Linked DNA regions of Mus musculus: all the other regions are linked to region 3. Evidence: chromatin contacts called from public HiCAR-type and HiChIP or PLAC-seq data. All regions are on one chromosome and are shown on one strand. The core of a region is the stretch at or near the end of the contact, and the rest is flanking DNA. Distances in the headings are between cores, read along the strand shown.

What was found. HiCAR-type assays count read pairs that join an accessible place to other places. HiChIP or PLAC-seq counts read pairs in DNA pulled down with a chosen protein or histone mark.
Region 1: a contact with region 3 is called in an H3K27ac HiChIP or PLAC-seq map of large pre-B cells, with 3 times the contacts expected there. The contact joins the enhancer-like site here to the promoter of Dtnbp1 in region 3. A contact is called at or near these places in 1 of 39 promoter capture datasets (neural stem cells), 4 of 115 datasets of contacts at active chromatin or transcription factors (astrocytes, embryonic stem cells, large pre-B cells and 1 more) and 1 of 9 other capture datasets (embryonic stem cells).
Region 2: a contact with region 3 is called in an H3K27ac HiChIP or PLAC-seq map of embryonic stem cells, with 7 times the contacts expected there. The contact joins the enhancer-like site here to the promoter of Dtnbp1 in region 3. A contact is called at or near these places in 2 of 39 promoter capture datasets (embryonic stem cells and neural stem cells), 1 of 15 datasets of contacts at CTCF or cohesin (large pre-B cells), 3 of 115 datasets of contacts at active chromatin or transcription factors (embryonic stem cells and stem cell-derived neural progenitor cells) and 1 of 9 other capture datasets (embryonic stem cells).
Region 4: a HiCAR-type map of astrocytes shows a contact between it and region 3, with 2.1 times the contacts expected there. The contact joins the enhancer-like site here to the promoter of Dtnbp1 in region 3. A contact is called at or near these places in 1 of 484 Hi-C or Micro-C datasets (cortical neurons), 6 of 115 datasets of contacts at active chromatin or transcription factors (astrocytes, bone marrow-derived macrophages, embryonic forebrain and 3 more) and 2 of 9 other capture datasets (embryonic stem cells and liver).

Annotation. Positions count from the first base shown.
Region 1 is chr13:44,063,853-44,069,477 of GRCm38.p6, reverse strand. No RefSeq gene overlaps it. Among named protein-coding and RNA genes, the nearest start is that of Gm33489, 22 kb to the right of the region's middle. Within about 2 kb of position 3,582, at least 80 of the 459 cell types and tissues checked have an H3K27ac peak or open chromatin away from gene starts, as enhancers often do. A contact at or near this core is called in pro-B cells, where this site is marked.
Region 2 is chr13:44,016,008-44,021,380 of GRCm38.p6, reverse strand. It overlaps Gm33489 (a long non-coding RNA gene), which reads left to right. Exons shown (of 4, transcript XR_382281.3): 2 at 2,808-2,980. Among named protein-coding and RNA genes, the nearest start is that of Gm33489, 26 kb to the left of the region's middle. Within about 2 kb of position 2,395, at least 46 of the 459 cell types and tissues checked have an H3K27ac peak or open chromatin away from gene starts, as enhancers often do. A contact at or near this core is called in embryonic stem cells, neural stem cells and stem cell-derived neural progenitor cells, where this site is marked.
Region 3 is chr13:44,999,526-45,004,690 of GRCm38.p6, reverse strand. It overlaps Dtnbp1 (dystrobrevin binding protein 1), which reads left to right and starts at 2,595. Exons shown (of 10, transcript NM_025772.4): 1 at 2,595-2,774. The coding sequence starts at 2,719.
Region 4 is chr13:45,525,660-45,530,675 of GRCm38.p6, reverse strand. It overlaps Gmpr (guanosine monophosphate reductase), which reads right to left. Exons shown (of 9, transcript NM_025508.5): 5 at 887-968. Among named protein-coding and RNA genes, the nearest start is that of Gm34582, 2.8 kb to the right of the region's middle. Within about 2 kb of position 1,630, at least 81 of the 459 cell types and tissues checked have an H3K27ac peak or open chromatin away from gene starts, as enhancers often do. A contact at or near this core is called in astrocytes and bone marrow-derived macrophages, where this site is marked.

The DNA of each region.
Region 1 (5,625 bases), core at 2,333-4,832, 940 kb after region 3:
AAGAATTCATTAAAGTTAAAAGAAAAAGTTCACTATCATGTCTTCCCTTTGTGCATTTTAAACCCAGAGCAGGAAAGACACAAAAGCTACAGAGATGTTGAAAAACAACCCCCAGTCTCTTTGGTCTGGCTCCAAGATCCAACTAGCCTGAATATACTCAACCTAAAACGTCACCCCTGTTATTGACCCCCCTCAGGAGAAAGATAGTTCTAGACAGCCCCAAAGAAAGCTGTCTCGGGATTATCAAGTCAAGAAGAGAAGCCTCAAGACTTTCTTTCCTGGCCCCATCTTCAGTGAAGTCTTGAAGGAAGTGGTTTTCTTCACAATACAGTGGTTCAGGTTTCTATCAGTCAGTTCAGACTCCTTCTTCTCTATGGACTGGGTGGCTTCGTAAACTGTATGCACTATTGTTTGTTCAGCCTTGGTAGAAGAGGATATCACTCCAAAGCCTCTGGGACTTCAGGTTTCATGGGGTAAAGACAAATTTCCCCATTCTTATCTAAACAGAAGAATTCCACCCGCTCCGGCTCCATCTTCCTAGAATCTTTATGCATCTCTTCCTTCTAGCAGCTCCTCCTCTTTCCTTCCCCTCCTCAGCGGAGAGCTATAGAGAAGCAAGTTGCTTTGGTAAACTCCGTCATCCCTCTCAAGCATATATTGAGCATCTGCGGCACACCAAGCACTGTATGCTAATGTGATAATGGGAAAGACAGGCCAAGTGGAAACACTGCTATCTAAGGAATAAAGAATAAGCATTGGGCTAGCAAGAGGCCATCTCTCACACAGCCCTGCCTCCTCTACCAGGGTTCACTGAGATTCATGGGAATCTGGAACCCAGTTGAGCGAGCACTGAACTCTGCCGGCAGACTTTTCTCCGGCCTGTTTTTGCGTTTGCTCGTTCGCCCCTGAAACAGCAGGTGTGATGTCCTTTACCTTAAACATGCTTGCCAGTAGTAACCTCTGACCTCCCAGAAACTGCTTGGCCTTTCTAAAATACACGGAATTTTAATTTGCTCATTCTTTTTTTTTTTTTAACCATCAAAAGATAATTAAATTACCACTGTTTTAATTAAAATAGCATTGTTGGCAAGGATGTCATTGTTTCCCAGTCCTCTATTGCACCATTCCTCAAAGGTATAGCTGAGGTGCGAGGTGAAGACATTCCTTCCTCTAGCCTCAACTCTCAGTGAAGATGATGTACCTCACCAGGCCACCTAACCTTGAGGGTCAAGAGCACAGGCAAGACCCTCTAAGCTACAAACCTGTCACTACTACCACAAGGCCAAAGGCTGATGCTGCTCACAGTCTAACTTGACTTATTTTCCCCTTCTTCTCAATTGGCCTCTCTTCCAGGGGTGAAGCCTTGGAAGCACATGGATAGCCAACTCCCTACAACACTCTTCCTGCTGAATTCTGAAAGTGTGGTCAGGATTCTCAGGAATCTTTAGACGCAGGCAAACAAGGCAAAGGGAATCCAAGCTATTTTAGGAAAGTTTTTCAAAGATGGAGAAAACCACAAAAGGTCCCTTTAGCATTGTTATCTACAGTAAGAAGAGAGGCAGACACCAGGTGTGCTGATGTGATTGGAATGGAAGCTTTGGCTGATGAGGCCCAGGTTGAGATAATTAAGAAAATGAAGCAGGGTTTCCTCTAGGATGCTAGTGCTGACTTTGAGCTAGAATGGTCAAGAAGATTCCAGAAAGCAGAAAAGCCTTTACCTGCTGCTGTTCCACAGTGAGGCCTTTCATTTACTACAGATCTTTAGGAATGCTGTAGCGAGCCTAAACCTTAAAGTGGAGAGGAGACATCTGAGCAGAGGGGCTTCTGGCTCAGACCTGGGTCTTGGGTCTTGTACCTTAACTGTTTGTTTATTTTTATTGGGCTTTCCAGACGCAAGCCCTCCTCAGGAACTCTGGGAAGCACAAAGAAGAAAGATGCTGGGACAGGGTAAATCTCAGGGGAGGGATCAGGGAGGGGACATCTGGGATGTGACTTATATAATCTCTGAGTTTCCTCTAGACAGCTGCTGTTGTCCTGTCCAGAGGCTGAAAAAAACCAGAGCATCTTTGCTTCCTTCCTGCCCGCCATTCATTGGTCAAAAACTATCATTTATGAAAGGAAGCCAACTCTCACCATTGTCCTTTCAAGATAGTACCAGAAGCCTGAGCATAGTCTCCTGACAAAGGAACATGGGGGTTCCTTGGGATACCTGGACCTAGAGTACCCCCAAAGTGTGAAAGGGTCCCAACAGCAAAGTTGGCTGCAGTTGGTTCCCTGGCTGCAGGAGCTATGGCCAGAGTGTGTCCCCCATTCCTTAAGTCTGTGTGTAGATGTCTCAGTCTCCACGGTGACTATTTGGATGTGAGATCTTTAGGATGGAATTCAAATTAAATAAGGTCACAAGGGTGGGCCCCAATCTAGTAGGGCTGTTGGTCTTACAAGAAGAGAAGGGGACAGCAGAGGTCTCTGTCCCTTCAGAGGAAGAGAGAAAGGGACATGTGAAGACACAGCCAGAAGGCAGCCAGGGAGTGTGACCAGGATCTGCAGTTGAATGGCATTTGGTCGTGGATTTCTGAGCCCCTAGAACTGTAAGAAATGAATGCCTGCTGTTTAAGCCACCTGATCTGTGACATTTTGCTAGAACAGCACAAGCGGACTAAGAACGATGCAGTAACCCTTAGCTGGTTCATCACAATATCCGTGAGAGAGCTCTGCTAAGACAGTCTGCAGTCCCAGGTACAGTGGGATCCAAGTGGCCACTCCTAATCTGCCATTCCTTAGCCCCTGCCATTGGTACAACAGTTAGGGTCCACTTGAGATCCTCTGGGTTTCGCCTCTTGCTTCTTTACCTTAACTTGCTTCAGTAACTAACCTTGCTTGATAGCATAGAAGTGGGACATACCAGGAGGGTATTCAGTATACGGCCATTCCTCCCCTACTGCTCAGTCAACCTACAAGGAATGAGAAGCCAAAGAACCAACCTGTACCCCAACTCCCTGCTCATTCTTCAGTTTGGAGAGGCTGCAATGAGGCAGGAACCTTCTAGAGGACAGGAGTCTGGTTATCCTGCTCATGTGACAATTAGGTGACAGTTGTTAGCAACCAACCACCTAGACTCTACTGAGCCCAGCACTACAGGGCAGAGGCTTCAAAAGCCACAGACTGTATTCTCTAGCAGAGGGGACAGTGCCTCGTGGGGTCTGAAGCCCAGCTGTTGACTTCTGGATCTGGCCTGCCTCTCATCGGCCAGCAGCTTCAGAGAGGAAGAGAGAGGTCCCGCTGCAGACAGAGACCTGGAATCAGTTTTGTCTCGTCCTCCTCCATGTCCAGGGCATACATAGGAAGAAGTGTGGAGCAGACAGACAGAAATGGACGGCTTTATCCAGGTGCACACCTCACTGGTTCTGTCAGCCACGACCGGGCCCCCGGGTCTATGTTAAATCCACTTCCTCAGACTAAAAATAACCATTCACAAGCAACAAACGTCAAAGTATTTTTAGCACACTTCAGACAACCAACCTTCCTGTTAGACTTCGGCTTTTGCTCTCTGAATCGGCTGCAAGCACAACTGAAACTACCCAGAACTCTGCACCTCAAATAGGCCACGGTGACCCCAGGTGACATCTGACTGTCGATGCCAAAGAGACTTTGTACCGGGAGATTAGAATCTCTAACGGCCTTCTGCTTTCAGCTGGCAGAAAGCCAGGCGTTAAGAGAGAGGGAAGGCTCAAACATTCAGGGTGAAGAGTTCTGGCCTTCTGAAGGTCACTGGTGTGGTTTCCTGAAGAAGGTCTTAGGAACCAGAATGCGGGACGGTTGCAATAGTTACAGTGGAAAACCAAGGAAGCCTGTGACCTGGCCACACTGGCACACAGCTTCCAGGTGATGAAGACATTTCACCCTGTGATGCTAGGCAGCGAAGGAAAAGAAACTGGCCAACTGTCACCTGTCAAAGACAATTTTAGGGGTGGCAGCATAATTCATTAAGAGAGAAAAAAAAGAGTATTTTCTTTTAAACATGTATATATAGCAGGTGAACTCTAGGAAGCAACTTACATTTAACTAAACAGCAATTTGTTTCCGCCAAAGTTCTCTTCCTATAACAGGTCTACCAGGTCTTAGCTGTCTCTTGTCCCCTTCACATGTACCATTGCTCTGTGGCAGTAAGAGATTGGGGGCAAATACAGAGCTGGGCTAAGAAGCCATAATCTTTATAAAGAATGGTCCATACCACCGGGAGGCAAGAATGGGAATATTTAGGGGAAGATATGTGTAGAATAAAGAAATTGGAGAAAGACGTCTAAATGTGTGCCCTGGCCAAATGAGGTTAGTTAGGGTGGCAAAGGCGTTTTTTCTGAGACCCTATTGAAAGCGACCTGACTGTGACAACTTCATTCATCCAAAGCTAGAAAAGAAAGGCAAAGCTTCGTCTGAAGAAAGAAGCAAGAAATGGGCTCACACGCATCTTCTTGACTTTGTCTTTACCCTTCAACTAAATGTAATTTTTTTCTGCCTTTGAGTAAAAAAAAAGTCACTCCTCTCAGCATGCCAACATGGCACCCCTTCTTCTCTCCCTGAGAAGAGCATAGAGAGAGGGCAAGGGGGAGCCTGCCCAGAGATGGGGTGCTGAGACATGAGGTAATGTCTGTTCCTGAGCTATGGTTGAACCCAGAAAGAGCTTGACAGGGGCTGCAGAGAAGGGGGTGCTGGTTTCTAGACACTTCTTTATGTTTGGCCTAGGTATAGGCCAACCTTCAAAGCAAATGTCGGTTTTGGAAATGTGTGTGTGTGTGTGTGTGTGTGTGTGTGTGTGTGTGTGTGACAGAGAGAGACAGAGAGAGACAGAGACAAAGAGAGAGAGACAGGAGAGACAGAGAGAGAGAGGTAGGAAGTAGCCACCAGTCATGACGGATGATAAGATTCAACTACACCTCAGCTGCTGAACTGCGGTGGCTGGTGGTCCTTATTACCCACGCTAACTCAGATTCTGTTTCAATCAGCATCAGCACACTTGGGTTCCAATTGCTATCAATGCTTTTAGGGTCAAAGCATGCACCCCGACATCTAGGTGCACCAACCCAACCTGGAGGGGGGGGGGCAATTGAAGAGACAAGAAGTAAAGAGAAGCAGAGAAAGGGGATCAATTGAGCACAACCACATGAGAAGAAGGGACAGATAAAGATGTCTAGTGACACCTCCCCACCCCCACGCCTGCAGCCCATATTCGGAAGTTCTGACTGGAGGTTTAGGCTGAAATAGAAGGCAAGAGGCATGCATAACTAAGCAGTCCAATGTGGCCCCACCCATCAGCCACTCAGCTCCAGTGTATCCTGCAAGATGCTTTTGTAAGTTAGCAGAAGTGAGTGTGATCTAATTCACACTCTGGATAATACCAGGACACTGTCCTTTCTCTCTTCCAGCATGAGGTTCCTGAAGGAATTCCAATTCCTTAGCAGCATATTGGCTCAGGAGTCTGATGCTCATGTAGCATCTTCTTTTGGTTTTGTTGGGTGTTTTGTTTGTTTGTTTTTTGGGTTTTTTGTTTGTTTGTTTTTTGTTTTCTGTTTTCTGTTTTTTGGTTTTTTTTTTTTTTTTTTTTTTTGAGACTAGGCCTTTAACTTACTA
Region 2 (5,373 bases), core at 1,146-3,645, 980 kb after region 3:
GGAAGGAGGAAGGCAAGCTTTTCTTTCGCATCTTGTTACTGTGTGCAACTGCAGAAGTGGGAGCCATGTGCATTTTGAGAAGAAATCTAAATGTATTTGTAAACACTTTCTCCTTGGGGGTGGAAACCATGGATCAGAACTCTGAAATTGCTCTGAGAGGTTGATTCTTGCCCTGCCAAGAAGGGGGCAGGCATCCCACTGAAGGGAGGGGGTTGGGCTGCAGGTCGACTTCTAGGCCTCTCCTTGGTTCTGTTTTGGGCTTTACCGGTGATTTCCGACTCAAACCGAGGATGCAGTAGTTAACTAAACATCACAACAGCTCCGAGATGTCGCTGGATTGCTAACTGCAGGTATCCAACATTAAGGGGAAGTCCCTAACAAATACTGGGAGGTGGCTCTGAGCCCAGCCCCTTACAAGGTGCTTTACATAAATTCAATCACAGCTAGCATTTAGCTTCAATCGGCAAGGCCACCAAGGCCAATTTAAATGGCTCTCAAGTCTCCTTTATCCCTAGGGTGGTAGAGGGAGGCATTTGGTGGGAAAATAAAAAACCCCTTTATATTCTCTAACCTCAGAGACCACCCACCCCAGCAGTGAGTGCTTTGTGACAAAGAAAGCCATCGAATTAACAAGGCATGAATTTGATGAAATAAATGATTCATACATAGCAAAAAACAGATATAGATGAAGTCATCTTGTAAACTCTTAGGATGTCGGTAGTTTTTAGCAGAGACAACGTTGTGGCTTGCAGGCATTAGTTAGTTAAAGCCACAACAGAAGAAGAGAAGTAACTTTTATAAGAAATTAAGTTTTAGGACCCTACCTGAAATTCAGGCAGCATTCTCATGATTAAAGTCAGAAATAAGTATTTCTCGGTCTATTCCTTGGTGAAATGTAACCCAAAAGTCATATTATATGTTTAGAAATATAGGTAAGTAAGTAATTAGTTCCAGCATTTTGTAGCACAGAAGAGTGGCTGTAGCTATGGCAGTGTGTATTTCAAAGTATGCAGAAGAGCCCAAAGGTTACAAACACATAACACATGAAAAATAAACATTCAAGTGTTATTGTGGCAATAAAAGTCCATTAAGGAAAACTTTTTCTGGTCAGGAGACTTTAATCTCTGGCCTTGGTGGAGACCTAACATTCCATCCAGGGTCATACCCATCACTTGGCCAAGGAACCACCGAGGAGCAGATTCACCTTCAGCCACGCTAAAAAGAGAGGTAAAATAACTAGCCCTTTAATGAGATAGCATAGTTTTCCTTCCCATATTCCCAACCTCTAGTGCAATGGCTCAGGGGACATAGGCATGCAGTTTTACAAGTCTGCCTGCTTCTCAGAAAAGGACCCCCATCACACCCCAAGTGTAAGATCCATAAAAGCAGGGTGACACCGCAGTTCGTGTCCCTCAGGGCCCCTCCCCCTTGTGGAAGTTCATTTCTCATAGTTTGTTCAGGAATCTACTCACTACTACTCTTTCCCATGCGCTTTGGAAGCCACGGGTGAGACTGGTGACTCTCATCCAGCACTTTATACCCCCAAATCAAGCTCACCACATGAGGAGAAAGGCTTTGCCACCCTCACAAACTCCTATCAGAGGGATGAGCCCAGTCCCTGTGTTTCTTTGTGCCCCTCTGCAAAGATAATGCCAAACATAGCATAGGTTGTTGACTGAGGCATGAAAGCCACTCTGTCTCAACTGGGAAAAATCCAATTTAGAGTAGGAACACATCCACAGGCACACACACACACACACACACACACACAAACACACAGGCACAGGGAGAGAGAGAGAGAGAGAGAGAGAGAGAGAGAGAGAGAGAGAGGGAGGGAGAGGGAGAGAGAGGCACAAACTCACACAGGCACATGGACACACAAATACACACAGACACACTCAGACACATATACACAAAGATATACTCACACAGACATATATACACAGGCACATGCACAGATACACATGGACACACTCAGACACACACACACACACAGATACACACAGACACATAAGACACATACACACACACACACACACAGGCACACACACATCTAGACACACAGGCACACACACACACCACTGTAGCCCTTACTCAAGAGCAGCTAGATGAAGTGAGCACAGCATACTTTCTTTTTCAGATTCCCAGACAGAATTCTTTGCTATCTCTGGTCTGAACCCTTCAAAACCAGGAAAACTATCCACTTCCACTGAGAACTCTTGGGCATTTGAAGCAGAGGGGAGGGCCCACTTTTCCAGCCATCTTTATCCAGGGACAGCAGAAGCAGGCAGGGAAGGGAACCATAACCTCACCAGAATTTCAGCACTCACTGCCTTGCATTGGAGAGAACTTGCAGGCTAGGAACTGCTGGTGGCTCATTACCATGACAAAGGTTGTTACAACTGGACAGGAAGCTGAACAAAAGACACCCAGCACTCTATTTGCAAGTCCTGGGATTGTGTTTGTAATCTCTTTCTGCAGGAGAAAGAGACGACCAGTAAAAGGCTAAAACACAATAGGAAGCTGGAATCCACAAGGCTGAGACACCGAGGACACACATACATACACACACACACACACACACACTGTGTATATATATCTTTTTCTCTATGTGTACACAGTCCATAGAGTAATCATTGTCATGGGGAAGGGTTTAACATTCTTGACCTACTCGGAAACTTCTTAAAAATACACAAAACATGCTTAGAATGCCAATGGTGAGGGGGAATGTAAGGCGGGGGTGGGGTGGGGAATGGATAGTGTGTTTTCACTGAACAGAGCAAACCTCTTTAATTTGTACACTGCAGAGTCTGCACGTAAAGCTAACACCCGGACCTGCTAATTCAGGCTCCACGTGCGTGATTAATAATGCAGAAGAAGAAAGCTTGAGAGTTACTGTGCTGCGTGGGTTCTGGGAGGCAGCAATCATTGCCCGTCACTGACGATGTGGGCTAACAAGTTCCAGAAATGGTCCAAACAGGTTAGTCTGCTGGTCTCTGGGGTCCTCCCTCCCCCGTGGCAGCTGAACTCTGCAATTTTTGATTCCCCCATCTCTTATCCCCTTTTGTTATCTATGGCGCTGGTGTTCTATAGCTGGGATGGATGTGTAACATGGGCTATTCAAGAAGACTCCATTGCCCATTGCTTTTTTCAGCCAGAGGTGGAAAATGAAGCCCAGTCTATTCCATTGTCCCTCTGCAAACCAGGCTCTTAATTGGCATGCTGGTGTCAGTATTTAAAGAGGGTCCCCATGGAAGCTTCGATGAGAGGCCATCATGGGGGCAGAAGGGACTTCACCTCTGGTGTAATCTTGCATGGGAATTTTCTGTTCTATTGCTGTTTCTGGCTTGCAGAAAACATTTGCTGCTGTTAGTGAGGGGACAGGTAAAGCTGCCTCTGGATTATCAGGTTTAGAGCATGTGTCCTCCCCCCCCCCCCCGCAACCTCCTCGGCCCCCCTAACCTCCTTCCCATCCTACTTCTTCTGGTTTCCATCTTGCTAAGTGCCACGATGTCAGCTTGTTGATCGCATTTATGCTCCCCTTCCTGTGAACACCGGAGAGAGAAGTGGCCGTCTCATCCTCAAGCCATCCGAAGTAGCAACTGTTTATTGAGCAACTCAGTGTTAACAATGAAGTAGTTCGATGCAGCAAACATTGATCGAGCCTCTGACCATAGCTATCGAGGATCCAGAGTCATTAACAGTGATCACTCTGTGACTTTTGTGATGAAGAAATCATAGCCACCCTTGTAGTTAGCACAGTGGTATGTAGTTTAGCCTACTGGTGGTGTCCAGAAAGTCTGGTACAGATGAGTGTCTAATACATGAGACCAGAATATCCCTCCTTGAAATATGGTTGGTCCTCCATATACATTATATCCTGGGTCTCAGCCAATCTTGCAAATATTGTGGGGAAGGAAGAGGGGATTGAATCTGCACTGATTATAAGCAGAGGATTTTTTTCTACGTAATTATTACCTAAAAATAATATGGTATCTATTTACATATTATCTACATCATGTTAGGTACTTATAATCATCTACTGATTAAGATCTGCAGCACATACATTGGTTATATGTAAATACTATGCTATTGTCAATGCTTCTTTAAAAAACAAAATACAGCTTTCAACTCAGACAGTATAAATAGTTTCTTTTGGAGCCAAATATGAGCGACCATAGCCAGGGAACACACATGCCTAAATGCCAACAAGGTAACAGCTCCGTGAAGTTTTTCTAGTGACAACAAAGTCACAAGTCAACACAGTGTTGAAATATTTTGGTGGCAACATCAGGTAGAGAGAGTTTCAACAAAATGAGAAAATGATGCTACAGGTCTCAGAGGTTACCTGATATGCTTAGCTTTGGGGTTGTGGAGGCTTTGAGAGTTGTTCATCCCTTCAAAAAGGATTTACCCACTAGTCAGAAGGTTGTGTGTGCAGAGGTGACAATATGTGGCTATTGAGAGGGCTAACGACAGACCACGAGAGTTTGGTTCTGGCCCTGTAGCATTCTAACATCTCTGCCATCACTGAAGTTCTCGTCAGTCAGTCAACCCTGTTGAGTGTCTAATTCGGGTGGGGCCTCTTTGGGAGACTGTCAATCAGTGCTATCTAATTGAAGGGGCTTGGGCATCTTATCATTTTGTTATTTGTTGTATACTGCAACCAGTCCTCTTGACATATTTGGAAGAGCTGTAGATAGAGAGGCTCTAAAAACCACCTGCAAGAAAAAGACACTCTAATGGAAATGTGCCTCTGTAGTCTCCATCCCTCTTGGTACCCAGACAAGAAGGATGGCTATTACTCACCAGTCAGTGGAGTGCCGTCTATGGGGGAAGGTGTAATGTATGTCTGCGTAGTAAGCCTTACTCTTACCACCATGCCTTCCCCAGATAGCTCCTGGCACTGGGCTTCCCTTGCTTCTTTGTTTACTTACGTATTCTGCGATATTTAAATCAGTTCCACGAGACTTACTTATTTTCCCTGGGTGCCTTTTGATGTACGCATGAGGCTTGCATGTTATTAAACTTCTGTTTGTTTTTCTCTTACTGGGCATCTTTTGTTACAGGAGTCTGCCCCATCTCAGCGCTAGCAGGTTGAGGAATGCATTGATCATCCTGCTACCCTAGGGATGGGGACCAAGAGTTCTACACTTCATGGCTACTCTAGGAGTCCCTGCCTGCCATCTTGAAAGCTGCCTTAAAGCTTGGTCGGAGATTTTCCAATCTGACCTGATGGGAGGATGGCTGTGGGGACCACATCCCTGCTATGGAGGTCTTGATAGATGCCTCACAGTACTAGGAAACCCACTCACTCCAGCTTTAGCTCCTGTGTCTCTCAGTCTCCTAGACCTCAGCCACCAAGGGTCATCA
Region 3 (5,165 bases), core at 1,346-3,845:
GGGCTGAGATGGCTCAGTGGGTAAGAGCACTGACTGCTCTTCTGAAGGTCCTGAGTTCAAATCGCAGCAACCACATGGCTCACAAGTATCTGTAATGAGATCGGGTGCCCTCTCCTGGTGCGTCTGAAGACAGCTACGATATACTTATGTCTAATAATAAATAAATATTTGGAAAAAACTTTTTAAAATATAAATTTTCACTTTAAATGTTTTCACATGTATTAAACCTGGCTAAGGGAGCCCATTAAACACCGTGAAATACAAACCCAAAATGCAAATAAACAGTGGCAGTCAACATAGATATAATTGGCCTGAGTTTGTGAAGCTGTGGTTTTTTTCTCAATAACTTGAAACTATTTTTTGTATGTTTTGATGTTATGCTAAAATTCCTTACTTAGAATTACCTCAGTAAATCCATAACTTATTGTAGACTAATTCAATTGAATTAAATAAAAATAGATTTAATAGCTCCTAGTATCTTATCTGTGTTTCCCGAATTTGTTGGCTATTATGTTACGTGTGGTCACTCACTTTGCAGCAGGTACTATTCTGCATAGAAAAGCACTCAAACCGGCAGCACGGCCCATTCTTAAATGAACTGACTCAGAAATGAGATAAAAGGGGGGACAAATTGATGTGCTAGCCATTTCTTTCTCATCACGGGACTCGATACTTGAGCAGAAGCAATGTAAGGGAAGAAAGATTTATTTGGGCTCACGGTTTAAAAGGGTACAGTCCACCAGGAGAGAGAAGACACAAGAGTCCATAGCAGGAGTGTGCAGCTGAAACACCTCATGCCACCAGGAAGCCAGGAGAGACAAGAAATGGGCCAGAGCTATAAGGCAAGAGTGCCTCCCCAAAATGACACAATCTCCTAGAGATTCTACAACTTCCCAAATCAGCTCTCTAAGCTGGCACCTGTAAGAAATTAATAATAATAATAATAATAATAATAATAATAATATAATGGTTAAATTTGAAAAGTGCTTTGATGCTCATTTAGAAATGAACAGAAAACACTATATGCCTGTTGTTACCCTCTCAACTCAACAAAAGAGGTTAGAGTAGAAAATTACTAACAGCACAGCTTGCCTAAGGACCTGCAGATGTGCTAAGGTCACATGGCTGGTCAACTTTAAAATAAACGGAATGTGAAGTGCAGAGATGAACACAGTCACAGTCTTTGTTGAAAATAGACAAATATAAGCAGCAAAGGAGATGAAAAACTTAGGGGAGAAAGATGGAACCCAGATGATGCACAAGACTGGATCCTCCTGGTTATTCAAACAAAGACTAAAGGGGAAAAGGGCCCTGCTTTGGGGTTGCAAAAGCTGTTCTCGATGCTCAGCGGGCCTGCCATTCTGGGCTGGTGCCTGGCTTTGCCAAGTGGCAAAAATGAATTGCCACACTTACACTACTCCAAGTCTACGGGGCTCTTATTATGAAGTGAGGGTCCATATTTCTCACACAAGAGAGTTCAAGCATATAAATCTGTAGAAACAATTTACGTGCAAACCCTAGCAGGAAGCTAACTCCTCGATTCTATTTTGATACAGCTAATGAAACACATGACTAATATTGATAGAGAAGCTGAGCTCCTGATACTGAACCTCTTATAACCTTGACCATCTTGTCATTTAAAAAAGAGGGTGTCACCCTGGTAGCCAGTCTTAAAGCAAAATGAATCCTCATTTTGGAAGTCTGCACTCAAGGAAAAAAAAAAGCATGACTAAATATCCAACTTCCTAGCTCAGTAGTCGTCTTTCCTGAGTAGAAAAGGCTCGGAGTGTTTTAATCCCCTTTTCCACGTGGAAGGGCTGGGGATGTCACCCACTGCCAGAGTGCTTGTCTAGTATGCCACAAAGGATGCTTGAGATGTCCCGGGGACAACGCGGTGAAACAACTGAGAGGAAAGGAAGGGGGCAAGCAAAAACAGAGGAGTACCCTACAATAGATGACGGCTAGACTAGCCCAGGGAAAGTGCATAGAGAGGAGGAGGAGTCTGTGCACGTAGTTTTGGGACAGAAGGGATGAAAGGAAGAAAAAAGGTGAGCAACTGCTCTGAGGATAACTGAAAGGTTGAGAAAAGATTGACGCACAGAATAAAGAGGGTTGGCTCAGTGGGAGAGCCTTGGTATGCAAGAAACCGAGTTCCACCCCCACAAGGGGGCAGAGGAGGGGAAACATGGCTTTGGCAACATGGAGAGATGAAGGGCACAGAAATTTGACGGGGTCAGTCAAAGATCTAGAGTGGGCAAAGTAAGGGTTTGGAGACAGGTGATCATCACCGACAAACCCCAATACGGAGTACCAAAGCAGTGTTGTTATAGGGAGGCGCAGCCACCCAGGAGATTCCCGCAGCGCTCTTCCGACCTTCGAAAGCCAACCAACCCTTCAACTAAAGGATGCAGGGGCCTGAAATCATCCTTCCAAGAAGCAGTCATAACCTTGGAGAAGGCCGGCTTCCCGCCCTGTCTGCAGAGCGGGCGAGCGCGCTCGCGAAGGCCCCGCCCCTCGGCGCCGCGCGAGCCTCCCCTGAGCGCCGCACTGCGGCTGCGCCGGCCGGGCGCGCGGAGGGGGGCGGGGACGCGGAAGGCGCGGCGGCCGGGGAGGCTGCGGCGGCGGCGGCGCGGTGAAGCGAGAGCCGACGCGCGGGGCGAGGGGACGCCCGACGGCGTCCGAGGGCGCGGTGGCGCGAGGCCTGAGGGAGGGGACGCGATGCTGGAGACCCTGCGCGAGCGGCTGCTGAGCGTACAGCAGGATTTCACCTCCGGGTGAGTACGCGGTGGGCGGCCGAAAGGGCTCCCCCACGCGCGTGGGCGCGGGGCTGCCGTCCGGTCGGCGCGCGGAGACAACGAACTTCCCGGTGTCCCGGCGGCGGCACCGAGTCACTTTGGTCGCAGCGGGAGGGATGCCCTCCTGCCCTGTCGCGGGGCAGCTCTGCTTGACGGGGCAGGATGGTCACGTGAGAGGCTGTGTCCTCTGCTCTGGAAGCCCGCCGGCCTACCCCGGGGCAGGACTCACGGGCCCCCGCCTTCCCCTCCTCTTTCAGCGGGGACACCGGGCCATTCGGCCCGATCCTTGACCACCCCTTCTCCGGCCTTCTCTGCCTTTACCCTGGTTTAACACCGTGACGGAGGAGCTGGGCCCAGAGGGACAGAACTGGAGCGGAGCTGTTCACACCCGGAGTTGCCTAAACTTTGGACGCCCCCGGGAACCTTTCGCAATCTCCTGGCTCTCGCCCTCTCTGAGCTTGGGTTAAGCTGGAATGTCACGGGATTCCGATGTGCTACAAAGTCGGGGAACTTGAGTGGGTACCAGGCTGCCTAAAGCACTATTGTAGGATTTTACCTCTTAACCTGACTGCGAGTTACCGGGTCTCTTGTCTCTGCTTACTGTACTGTAAGATAGTGATGGTGCTTATCTCGCTCGCAGTTTAATGGGACTATTAGTGGCTGTGTTAAATAGGCAGGAAGCACTGTTTGTATGGCTTTTCGTTTATAATTCCTTTTATTGCTTTACAAAAAGTCACGTTGTAAAGAATCTGCCATCCCTCTGGTTTGTTCAGGCTTTTGTTTTGAGACAGCGCCTCACAGATACTTTACCCTAGATCAGACTTGAACTGGTGGGAATACTCCCTGATTCAGCTGCCCCAATGCAACGTGATTTCAGGCATCCACCACCATCCCCCCCTGCTGGTCTGTCATATGTTTGGCGAATGTTCCTGATGTGAGGGCACCTTTGTCATAATGCTATACTTTAATAATTAATGGGAAAAATGACAGCCGATCTCCCATCTCGTGGAACAAAAAAACTGCTTTATACCATTTGCCTGTTGAATAGTAACAAGCTGTCAGATACTTGAAGGTGTCCAATGTATATAAAGCATTATTGATGATTTTAGTTTTGTGGTCTTGTCAATATCGATTATGGGCGCCTAAGGAATTATTCAGTGATGAGGTTTTTTCATGGTTGCTTTTTTTTTTTTAAATACAGGTTTAGGAAGAGTAACTTCTGGTTTTAAGTGTAAACTTTAAAAACTTTGGTGTATTGTTGTAATAACTTGCTTGTAGCACGAGAGTGGCCTTGACTAACACCCACTTGAATACTCTTCTGTTACTCCTTCAAGGAATTTTTGGGTGTCTCTGCAGTCCCTTTTGGTAGTTGCTAAGAGTGTAGATCACATGTATGTCTCAGAAGTCACCCCTGGGCTTGATGTTAGTTTAGGAGCGTGGATTCTGGATTGTACAGCCCCCAAAGGTTCAGAGTTTAGTTAGGGACAGAAGCTGAGGAGCTTCGGTTAGGACCCCTTGGAAATCGATGTCATAGCCTGGGGCCAGCTCAGTTAGACAAAATCCTGAGAAAATGTTGTTCTCTGTAGGATACTTAGCTGACAGACAGGTCAGCAGACTGCACCAGCATCTATTCCCCTGAAGGGAATGTAACAGACTTCAAGCTGTGTGTGTCTGCCAGTGAAAGGGCCTTGCTCCAACTGCTGAGGACCTCGGTTTCCTTCACATTCTTTATTGAGGGAACAACAAAACAACCACAACAGAATTCATCTTTCTAGCCCTCCCATGTTCCTGCCTGAGGGCTTATCTAGTCTGTTTTACATACTTGACCACTTTGGCCTTGGCTAAGAAACCAAGCACAGAAGTTGAGTACCTGTTTCTGTTGTAAACTGAGGGGTTCAGTTGAGCCATGGCAGTCACCTCCCAAGGCCATCAGAGTGATCCTGGTGTCCCTGCAGGACCCTTGGTAGGTAGAGCAAGTGTCCTCGCTCAATTTGCTCTGAGTTTGATGTGAGTCGCCTTGCTCCTAAGAGCTAGCAGGAGCCGTGTCTCTCAGATTTTATGCTCATTTCCGTTTCTGAAAATTTTATGTTGCAGGAGCCTTAACTCCAGGCAAATTCCCTTTTTAATTTCTCTTATCCATGTGTATGTGTGTCTCTGTGTATGTATATTATGTATGTGCAGGTGCCCGCAGAGGAGAGATGAGGACATGGGATCCCCTGGTACTGGAGTGACAGACAGTTGTGAGCTGCCATGTGGTTGCTGGGAACCAAACTCGAATCTTTGGAAGAACAGGTCTTCTTAACTGCTGAGACATTTCTCTATCCCCTTCCCCGAAATCGGGCTGCTTTACTGTTCTCCTAAGAGAAGGAC
Region 4 (5,016 bases), core at 381-2,880, 530 kb before region 3:
CATTTTTCCAATCATTGCGCTCACACAGTCTCCTCCTTATGCTGGGTCACAGCACAAGGGTCCTCTTCCTACAATGGCACACACCTACATGGTCCTTGCATCTGATTCCTGTCTGATTCCTTCTTAAAAGACTGTATTTTGAGGGTAGAAGGCTGTTGCTTTTTAGCGTGTGTGTGCGCGCGCGCATGTGATCTGCTGTTATTTTTTAGTCCCAGATCAAGTGTCTATAGTCTTTCTTCTCTTCACTCTGATGCTAGTATCTGGGTAATGATGCATGTTCAGGGCAGAATGTTAAAACACGGCAGTGAGGATGTAGGCTTGGCTATGGGAAACAGGAAAGCAAACACCTGCCAGTCCCAATAAGAAACTGCAACTCCCAGGTTAAGGCTGGACTGGCTCTAGTTGGTTTCTTCACTCAAGAGGCCTACGGCTAGCCCTAGTGCCTGAGCAGTGCATTAGTATCACATGGGGAGCCAGTGGGCCACAGGTCATGTTCAAATGTGGCCTCTTAGTCACAAGTGTTTAGGGTCCTTCAAACATTCACATGGACGTAGCCATTCTTGTTCATTAACTGTTCTCGTGGATTCCCCACAGACCTTTCTCTTCAAAGTGACCTGTGCAGTCTGCTCTCCCACACTAACACTCTGGTCAGAACCTCACCACACAACCACATGTCTGCTCGTGTAGGAAGAGCCTGGGGTCATCAGAGGGCAGTTCAGTGGCATCTCAGGAGCTTCCCCGGGGAAGATCAGATCTTCCAAAGGAATGAGCCTTGAACCTCTGGGCGAGTACTTTACGGTTCCCATGTAGCCTCCTTCCAGGAGCCCCAAGCCCCAAGGCCCCTGCTCCCCACAGTCAACCCTGCTGTGCTCTTGACAGGTCTCACCTGGTCCGACTCCCACTTTGATGATATCTGCTCCAGAGAGGATGAGCTCTTCCACCATCTCTCCGGTCACCACGTTCCCTGCCTGCGACAGGAAGAACAGGGCTCTCCATCACCAGAAATGACTCTGGGGCAGGTATGGGAGGTCACAGAGTGGCCAGTGGGGAGGTTCACTCCTGACTCCAAGGGCATGTGTGTATTGAGGCTACCACAGTTCCAGGAGACAAAAAGAAAACAGTGCCCCCAATTCTGAAGTTGATTAGGTCTGAGCCTCGATGAATGTGTCCCCGACTTCCATTTCTACTAAATTCCAGCCAGAAGCTGATAGCAGAGACCCCTCTTGAAAAGTCACCTGTGTGAAGTGATTGCATGGAAGCTACAGAAATGTACAAGTTTAGAAACAGAAAATCCATGAGTGTCTAGGTCAGGGCATATGGAACAGCTCAACGCTGATGAGGTCAAAACAAAAATCTTCTATGGGACCCGAAATCCACAAGCAATGGTGCACACTCGGCTGATCAAAAACGCCATTAGCAATGGGCGCAAGGCTACTTAGGCATTTGCAAAAACCCTGGAGGATCTTTACAGAACCTGAAAAGCCATGGTTAAAAAACTGACCTTCTCGTGGTGTCTGGCCCTAGGCTGGGGTTCCCACCTTGGTACGAAAGAGCAGCAGGCCCTGATGGGCCATATGCTACTGGTACAGGCTCTGTCTACAAATGGAGTGGTGCTTCCGTCCTAAGAATAGACCTGCAAGCCAGGAAGTGGCAGAATCCATCAACTACAAGAATGCATCTATGCTGGAAATAGTACAAGCTCTCTGACTGCAGGATCTTGAAAGAGCAAAAATAGCCCTTTTATTACAACTCACTGCCCCATGGATTCTTCAGCTGGTACCCAGGATGCTTGGCAAGATGCCCTTCACTGGGTTTTCACAACCGTACAAAGTCACATTTTGCAAAACACATCCTTACTCTTTCTACTCCCACCAAAGCCCTAGTGTCCTTTCGCTGAATTAATTCCCTGGGGGAAATATTCTTGTTTTTTTTTTTTTTTTTAACATCTACAAAATAACTGAACTCCACAGAAAAGGTTGTTAGAAAGAGGTGACAAGGTCAGTGTGAAGCTACTTGGTTATAAGCACCAGCTGTCATCCGACAATGATGACGGACGTCACAGATGGAAGATGGAGTTGGGTTAAAGGCCAAGCTGATTCCCCATTAACTGCAGGGTAGTGTAAAGGCACAGTTAGAGCTATCTATACAAAAATAATGTGCATGCAAGGAGATGATCCAGTCAACCAACAGCCAGCTAGGGGAAAGCTATGACAAAGGGTGACCAGCTGGAATATACGGAGAACTCATAAGCTCCATTTAAAAAAAAAAGACAATAGAAACAAAAAGAAACAGATATGGCTAATGTCATGCACTTAACTTTATATGCCAGCAGGCGTCTATCTTTCATCTACCAAATCATCAGAGGTTTTGAACACTACATTAAAAAATATTCACATTAATTCTTTCTACTGGTGGGATATCTTTTCTAGCACAAGTTTTCCTGGAAAAAAATTTGAACCTCAAAAGTGTGCTTGTCACTTGTCCCATGAATTCGGAGCCTCTCTCCCAATGATGCCATTGCAAGAACAGCCAAAGATTTAGACACAGAGACGTGCCATTTGCAAAGTGAAAAACGCTCATTTTTCCAACAGGACTAGTTCTACAGGATATTATGAAGAGCCAGTTCAGATAAGAGAGGATAAAACCTAGTCAGAAATAAAAGTGACATACAGATTTCACTGTGAAGTTTATGCACAGGTGGCCCTCTGGCCATGGGAGTTAGGTCTGTGGGTAGGGAGGGCCTGGTCAAAGGTGATTAAGAGAAGAAGCTGCTGTCTGTCATCATGTCATCCCTACCTTGTGTAGGGAGTGGATACAGGCTTGAGGGTGTGACAGCCTCTGGAAGCATGATAGGCCCTGTCACTACGGTAGCTTGTGCTTGTTCACTTCCCGGGCAGCCGTGACGAGACGAAAACCATGTGCCCTATCTGAGACACTGATGCAGACAGGAGGGAGTTTCTGCTGGGCATCCCCACTGCCCCAGTGGCATGGTTTCTATCGGAAATGTCCCCAAAGCTCAGAGGCAAATGCTAGGTCCACAGTGCTGCAGTATTGACAGATGGGGCTTGGGGAAGTTGAGGGCACTACTGCATCATCAGGGTCAGCCGTGGACTGATGAATTCCTAAGTTCATGAGCCCTTAGGAGGGAGTGGGAAGGGCAAGCGATGGGGCCCACCTGGGGGAAGTGGCAGATGAGGGGAGACATATCTTTGGAGGGCGTGTCTTATTCTTACTATCTTCAGCTCCCAGTCTCTACTTCCTATGAGGTACATGGTTTTTTTTTCTCCCCCAAATACACCATGTCATGATGTTCACCTCCACACAGACCCAGAAACCACAGAGCCATGTGACCATGAACTGTAATTTCGTGAGCCTTATTTTTTTCTCAGGTCTTATCAGGAAGCGGACTGATAGACCCCAGGAAACAAACCAAGTTTCATATTCAAGGTCATAAATCTAAAAAGAAATGGTTCCTGGACATGGTGACACTTGCCCATAGTACAAACAGCCTGGAAAGTCAAGGCAGTAGGATGACAAATTTAAGGCCAGTGTGGTCAATGTAGTGAGGCCCTATCTCAAAATTAAAAGCAATAAAAAAGATGGTTGGGGGTGTGGCTTAATAGAATATTCATCTAGTATGTTCAAAGCCCAGGGTTCAGTCCCTGGGGGAGGAGGGGAGGTGGCACAAGACAGTCTTGTGTAAGCATCTGAAACTGTATGTTCAATTCCCAGTACCAACAAGAAAACCTAAATAGGAAGAGGGGGAGGGGAGATAATAGACATGCTGAGTCTGTATTAATCCACTTAAAAGAGTATCTAAAATTTTCAGCAGGCAAATACTTAGGAAGGTTAGAAGCTTCTCTCAGCCAACACCTCTGCCTCCCTTCTCCAGCTGGCCATAGGTGAAGAGCAAACAGACTGTTCAGAGGAACGCTGGCCTGGTGCAAAGGCCGGGAATCGCCAGCTTCTCCCATGATTCTAAAACCACTAGACATTCATTCACCCAGAGCCCTTCAGCTCAGAGAGCCCCGGGTAAATGCTAACTCCTCCTTACAGTGCCTCGGAAAGCCAGAGAAGAGAGAATTAACATTTTCAAAAACCACCAAGAACCAGAGGCATGGGCATACACTGAAGGTTTCTGAATGGAGCACAGATTTCAGGGGTCAGCGCAGGCAAAGAATGGCTTAGGCATAAACATCTACCTTGCCAAAGTCTTCCGTTTATTGCTGGGGAAACCAACCGGAGCGAGCATTTAAACACCTCCTGGCAGGCCAGCAGGCACTGCAGAGGTCCTTGCTGCTGGAGGCCGCCCAGAAGTCTATGGGAACTCCTGCTCCCTCTGCCATGCTCTCTCTTCACAAACCCTGGCTCTGCACTTGCTCCCTCTCCCCCCACCCCCTCCCGCCCCCACATTCCTGCACTGCTCAATCTCCTCTGGTTTTTGTTCTTGAGGATGACACACAATTCACCCCAGTTTACAAACAGGCCAAGCGTGGCCCTTAGCACCAGCCAAGTGTGCAACATCTTGAGAAGTGGTGCCTGACTTTATCTTTGCATGTTTGTTTGTGTGTGTGTGTGTGTGTGTGTGTGTGTGTATGTGTGTGAGAGAGAGAGAGAGAGAGAGACAGAGAGAGAGACAGAGAGAGAGACAGAGAGAGAGACAGAGAGAGACAGAGGGAGGGAGGGAGGGAGGGAGGGAGGGAAGGAGAGAGACAGAGACAGAGACAGAGACAGAGACAGAGAGAGGGAGGGAGGGAATGAGAGAGAGAGAGAGAGAGAGAGAGAGAGAGAGAGAGAGAGAGAGAACACATGTTGTATGTGCATAAGCATGGAGGCCAGAGGTCAACCTCCGGTGTTTCTCTCCTCAGGACTCCATCCACCTTATTTTTTGAGATGGGGTCTCCTTTCTACCAGAAGCTCTCCAATTGAGCTAGGCTGGCTTGTCAATGTGCTCCAGAAACTTGCCTCTCTGGCCCGCCCAGCACTAAGATTACATGTGCTCATTTCTACATAGGT